Linked DNA regions of Anser cygnoides: region 1 is linked to region 2. The links are chromatin contacts, called in public Hi-C maps. All regions are on one chromosome and are shown on one strand. Each heading gives the region's core, a stretch centred on a gene start, on an enhancer-like site or on the middle of the called end of the contact. The rest is flanking DNA. Distances are from core to core; before and after follow the strand shown. Region 1 overlaps LRIT3 (leucine rich repeat, Ig-like and transmembrane domains 3). Region 2 holds the start of PLA2G12A (phospholipase A2 group XIIA).

The links. Hi-C and Micro-C count contacts between places; a contact is called where the count stands out from the background.
Region 1: a Hi-C map of liver shows a contact between it and region 2, with 4 times the contacts expected there. The contact joins the enhancer-like site here to the promoter of PLA2G12A in region 2. A contact is called at or near these places in 2 of 7 Hi-C or Micro-C datasets (both in liver).

The regions. Positions count from the first base shown.
Region 1 is chr4:76,600,667-76,603,366 of Taihu_goose_T2T_genome, reverse strand. All of the region lies in intron 3 of LRIT3 (leucine rich repeat, Ig-like and transmembrane domains 3), which reads right to left. Among named protein-coding and RNA genes, the nearest start is that of LRIT3, 8.2 kb to the right of the region's middle. Within about 2 kb of position 1,411, at least 2 of the 3 cell types and tissues checked have open chromatin away from gene starts, as enhancers often do. A contact at or near this core is called in liver, where this site is marked.
Region 2 is chr4:76,556,513-76,559,212 of Taihu_goose_T2T_genome, reverse strand. It overlaps PLA2G12A (phospholipase A2 group XIIA), which reads left to right and starts at 1,356. Exons shown (of 4, transcript XM_013185235.3): 1 at 1,356-1,637; 2 at 2,333-2,409. The coding sequence starts at 1,430. It overlaps LOC106038646 (a long non-coding RNA gene), which reads right to left. Exons shown (of 3, transcript XR_010831293.1): 2 at 886-1,005.

The sequences.
Region 1 (2,700 bases), core at 162-2,661, 44 kb before region 2:
GGTATCAACTGAATGTCTTCCATATGTCTAAGCACATCAATTATTTCCAATCAAGCATAAGCATGTCACTATTTGTGCTCATCTTTTAAGTTATGGGAGCTTTAGTTTGTGAGCTAGAGAACATTTTTTTCATTCTCACTTGCTTATAAGGGGCCAGTTTTCGTCACCGTGTTAAGAAGGAGAGACCATAAGTGCATTTGAAAATGAAATTCCCCTTAAGGTATAAGAAGGGAGACAAGGTCCCCCAGAAACAAGGACTCAACTGAGAGTCCACTGTAAGAAATACTGGGGAAAAGCACGGGAACTCTCCTGTACGTCCTCGGTACTGCCTGGAAAGGACAGAAGCACGGGGCTGCTGGGCTACAAGTGGATGGAAGGGCAGGAAACTGTGGGTCCACAGCATTAATCAGGACTGATCTGCAGCACTGGTAGGGATCACATCTCACATGCAAGGCAGCAGGCTTTCCCTTACAGTGAACGATACTAAAAATATTTCTGCTACCTTTCTGTCCCCTGCATGCTTTGCTACAGGAAAGGATTTTATTATTATTATTGCTTCTAATAGTAATGCAGTGCTGAAAGATCTTTCAAAGCTATAAATACATGGCTTTCATGTTCTCCCAGTGTTTAAGAGGAGAACCAAAGCTTCTGCAATCTGAACAGAGTAACAGAAACAGGCAAAATAGAAGGAATGGCAAAGCAAAGCCATTAGAATAGGTGGGCATTTAGTCTAGGACACAGGTTTGATCATCTCAGATCATTCTGAAAGCCTGGTTTCAGTGGACGAAGAAAGCTGTCATCCTAGAAGAGACACTACTTTTGTGTTTCAGTGCAAAGGAAAGAGCTGTCTCAGCTAGTTGTCTCATCTCCCCATCCATCGTGTTGCCCAGTGGAACTGGCTGAAGAAGCAGGACATATATAAAGACGTATAATACATACAGCCACAGGAGTTCCTTCCTTGCCTCCATGGCTCATTCCTTCTATTTATTTGAGTCTTGCCAATACCTGGCAGTATGCACATTATCTGCTGTAAAACATACACAGCCATTGTAGGTCATCGAATTGTGTAAATTCCCAAAATAAAAAGATGAAACGACAATTGACTTGGAAGCAAGGATAAAACACTGATTTTGATTACACTTCAGTTAGCTATTGAAAGGAAAACAAATGGGAATGTAAACTTATGCAATTTCACAGCTTGTGTTTACAAGGTGGTAGAAGTGAGAAAGAACACATGAAAGAATAAAGAAAAGGTTACAAAAAGGTAGAAGTTGAAGAAACTGGAAAAAAAATGCGGAGCTCTAATAAAGCAATGAAATAGGAAATTATTTTCCTGAGGGGATACTAAGAAGAGAATATAAAAATAAATATAAGTCCCCAACAGCATATGTATCTGTTAGAACACCAAGTATTTATAAATTCTGGCTTCTTTTGCAGAAATATTAAGGCAGCTTATTGACCTGAGTAAGAAATATTAACCAAGGCAAAGCAAATGTTGATAAATATTTATGCATTGCGATATACCAACACAATGTATGTTAACATCAAATAAGGATTATAAATTGTTCTATTAAAAAAAAAAAAACAAACAACTTCCTTTGATCTAGGTTTAGCATACTTTAAATTTGCTCACAGATTTATATGTATGCTTGCTTGTACAGGGGCAAATACGTATATATGTATGTGTGACTGCATGCATATTTTTGCAGTCTTCTCAGTAAGCAGGATTTCCCCACGCTGTGTCAATATGGACTTTAGCGTTTGAAATAGCTATGAGCAAAATTTCCTTTGTAAATAAGTAACCAGTCTCAGACCATAGCTCGTACTATATACTGTGTTTCAGTTGCTGCAAAATGGGAGTACATGAAATATCCACGTTTTTGGCCAATGGAAATATTCACCACAGCTTGGGCCAACCTACCCAAGGCTATCCTCTAGCTGAAGCTACAGAACTTTTGATCGATGGTTCTAAACAGTAAATCCCACTTCTGTCACTGTGTCCGACACACTGTAATTGCTAGGGAGTAATTTTGGGGAGAGTGGCATCTACCCCATAGCCCAGCATAACCAGTGGGATCCTGATGGACCTGCTGAGTTTCCAATTTTTGGCACCTCTACACGTAACAGAGGCAAGATTTCATCTGTCACTCTGTCAAATCCTGGACCCCTCCATTCCTCTCAGTGACTCACTGGATGTAATTTTCCATATGGAAAATGTTGCTACCATCATTCACGCCAGAAATATCAATCTCTGTACAGCAGCCAATGCTGAAACTTAGCTGTGATTTGGATCAAAGAATTAGGTCATAGCTCCAGTGCTAACCAAGAGAGGGCCAGATGAACTCACACCCGGGTCCCTTGATCGTTTCCACTGTTTATTGTCAGCTCATTCCACAGCTTTGTTTTGAACTGTTCCAAAGGGCGATCTCCAAGACAAAAGCAGGAACCAAGCGTGCTCTGGGGACCGCTGCCTGAAGGGAGCATGGGTGAGACCGCATCAAGAATGGCTCCCTCCATCCTGCTTGTTCTCCCAGAGCAAGCCCAGCAGGCTTTGAACCTTCAAACTATGCTGTGCGCCTGCCAGTCCGCCAGGCATGTAACACAGGTGCTGTGTCGTAGTACAAGGGCACTGTTCTGTGGTTTGCAATGCCATTCTTGCTTTACTTCAGCCAGTCTGAGTTGAGAAAAATACACTACTGC
Region 2 (2,700 bases), core at 107-2,606:
TATACAGAAGCATGAAAAAATAATGTGAAAAAGAAAAAGACAAACAAAAAAAACACCAAACCACATCCTTACAAGGGCCAGATCCTGTACTATGCAGTCAGGGGGAATTGTGCCACTGCATTAACTGACACGGAAGCTGAGACATTCAGCAAGGGTTATCCACAAAAAGAATTATGCAGTCAACCAGAAGAGACACTAGCACTGTGCTCTTAAAAGGGCCAGAATTCGGTTTTTGGATTGGTACTTTCAACACAGAACTGTTAAATGACTTCAGGACCATCTCAGTCCTGTCAAACCGCTCAAGAGTTTTATAACATACTTCACTGGATTCTAATTTACAAGAGTTTTAATATCTATTTTACTTTATCTCTCTCAATGAATTATCCCATTGAATCAATAGCATTTGTTCACACAAGTTGTTGACAGGGGGAGGGAGGTGCTTTTTGTGTGTTTTGTTGCATTTTTTGCTGCTGGTGGCTATGTTTTTTAATAATTCAACACTGTCTGCTTCAGACAGAAGTTTTATGTTTTCCCTGACTTTTCTTTATCTTCCACTGTCTCGCAGAAAAATCAGCACGAATTTATCAAGTAAGGACCCTGTCAGTCACCAATAGCTGAAGTTAAGGGTATGAATTACTACTCTTACCTGCCCCTAACAAAGCTTCCTATTTAGGAAAGCATTTAAGCATATTTCTTCCTTGGAAATACTTTGCTGAATCAGGGTCTTTATGTAGTAATCATAGGGAAAGGCTGCTTTCAGGACAGGTGTAGGAAGAGCTCCCTCTTTTGTTTGACTTAGCATACGTCAACTTTTGCCACCTATTTCTTCAGTTAACTCTGATTAATACTAAATGCAGAGGGTGCAAAGAAAAAAACCGTATTTACCGTGTATCTTCCCACTCTGACTGTCTATCTGGAGTGTTTTCTCTCCATCTCCCGTTTTTCACCACAGTTACTTTTCTCCTGAGATCCTGATGCTAGCACGCTCGGGGCAATCCCATGCACCTTAAAACAAAGATTTCATTACAAAAACTAAGCCAGCTCCCACACGGCTCCACTTCACCCCCCTCTAAGGAGCATGTAGGATTTAAATATATATAGACAGGCATGGGTATGGACTGGGAGGTTTAGCAAGCGGGCTCATTTCGGTCGGTTTTCTGCAGGCACAGACCCCACATCCCCAGCGCTCAGCACTGAGGCACGGCCACCCCCTACCCCGCCACCCCACTCCTCCAGCGGCCCCCTCATGTTTTGGGGCGTCCCCTCAGATTTAGGGGCGTCCCCTCAGGTTTAGGGGCGTCCCCTCAGCCTTGGGGTCGCCGCCTCAGGCTTGGCGGCGCCTCCCCGGAGGCGGGCTCGGGGCGGCGCCCGGCGGGCCGATGGCGGCGGGCAGGCGGCGGGGGCTCGAGGCGAGCGGCCGGCCCCGGGCATGGCCGGCGCCCCGCTGCTGCCGCTGCTGCTGCCGCTGCTGGCCTGCGCCTGGCTGGGTGCGAGCCAGGAGGCGCCGCGGACCCCCGACTGGCGGCTGACGCTGAAGACGATCCGCAACGGGGTGCACAAGATCGACGTGTACCTCAACGCCGCCCTCGACCTGCTGGGCGGCGAGGACGGGCTGTGCCACTACAAGTGCAGCGACGGTGAGGGGGCCGCCGCGGGGAAGGAGGGAAATGGCCGCCCGGGCCAGGCTCCTTGGCGGTGCCTGGAAGCGCCGGGCCGCGGCCGTGCCCTGGCCTTGTTGTCGCGAGGTAGCGAAAGGAGGTGAAGGGTCGCTTCCCAGATCCGGATTCGGATCCGGATTGGGTCGGGGCGCGAGGTCTGCGCCCTGGCGGGGGGACGGGGCTTCAGCGGGCTGCGGAGGTGTAAACGCCCGGGTGGTGAGGGTTGCTGTCGGATCCGTTTCGTTCCGTGTGTTTTTCGTTTAACCCTTAGGATTGTCAGCATACTGGCTGCGTACAAAGCATGGAGCGCTTTAAAGTTCATTAGTACTTCGAAGAGCCATTCCTTTTAAATATAATCCTGTGTATTGCACACAAGTCATGCATCGATTGTAGTGACTCTCATGCATCGATTGTAGTGACTCAAGACTTCTTTTTTTTTTAATATAGAAACTAAAGTGAATACTTGCTCAGGTGTCTTATCCCCCCTTGTTGACAAAGTGCTTAGTGCTCCTAAGCCGTAATTTGGAAAGACTCGGTGATATTCAGGTGCTTGAATACATGCTTATGCCAAAAATACAGCCGTCTCAAGCCCAGCAAATGGCTGCGGTGAGTTTTGACGGTACTAAAATTCTGCGGAAAAATATATCTGAGGTATTATAAATTGCCTTTTACAGGATCAAAGCCCTTTCCTCGCTACGGGTATAAACCTTCACCACCAAATGGCTGTGGATCCCCTCTATTTGGGGTTCAGGTAAGTCCATTTTGGGGTTTCTTTGTGCGTGTGGATTTTCATACGTGGAATTTCCTCGATGCGGGTGTTTCCTTCCTCCCGTATTCTAAGGATGAGACATCTGAAGCTTGTAAGGAGCACTGAGACCATGTACTAAATCCCTGCCTTTATCAGCTCCAGCACGTGCTTTGGTAACAACACGTGGGAAATACTAGTATTATAAATGAACAAAATGTAAATATTTTCATCAGCATCATAAATATTATAGGGATAAAATAGTGATGATGATTAACTTCTAATCTTTTAACCAAA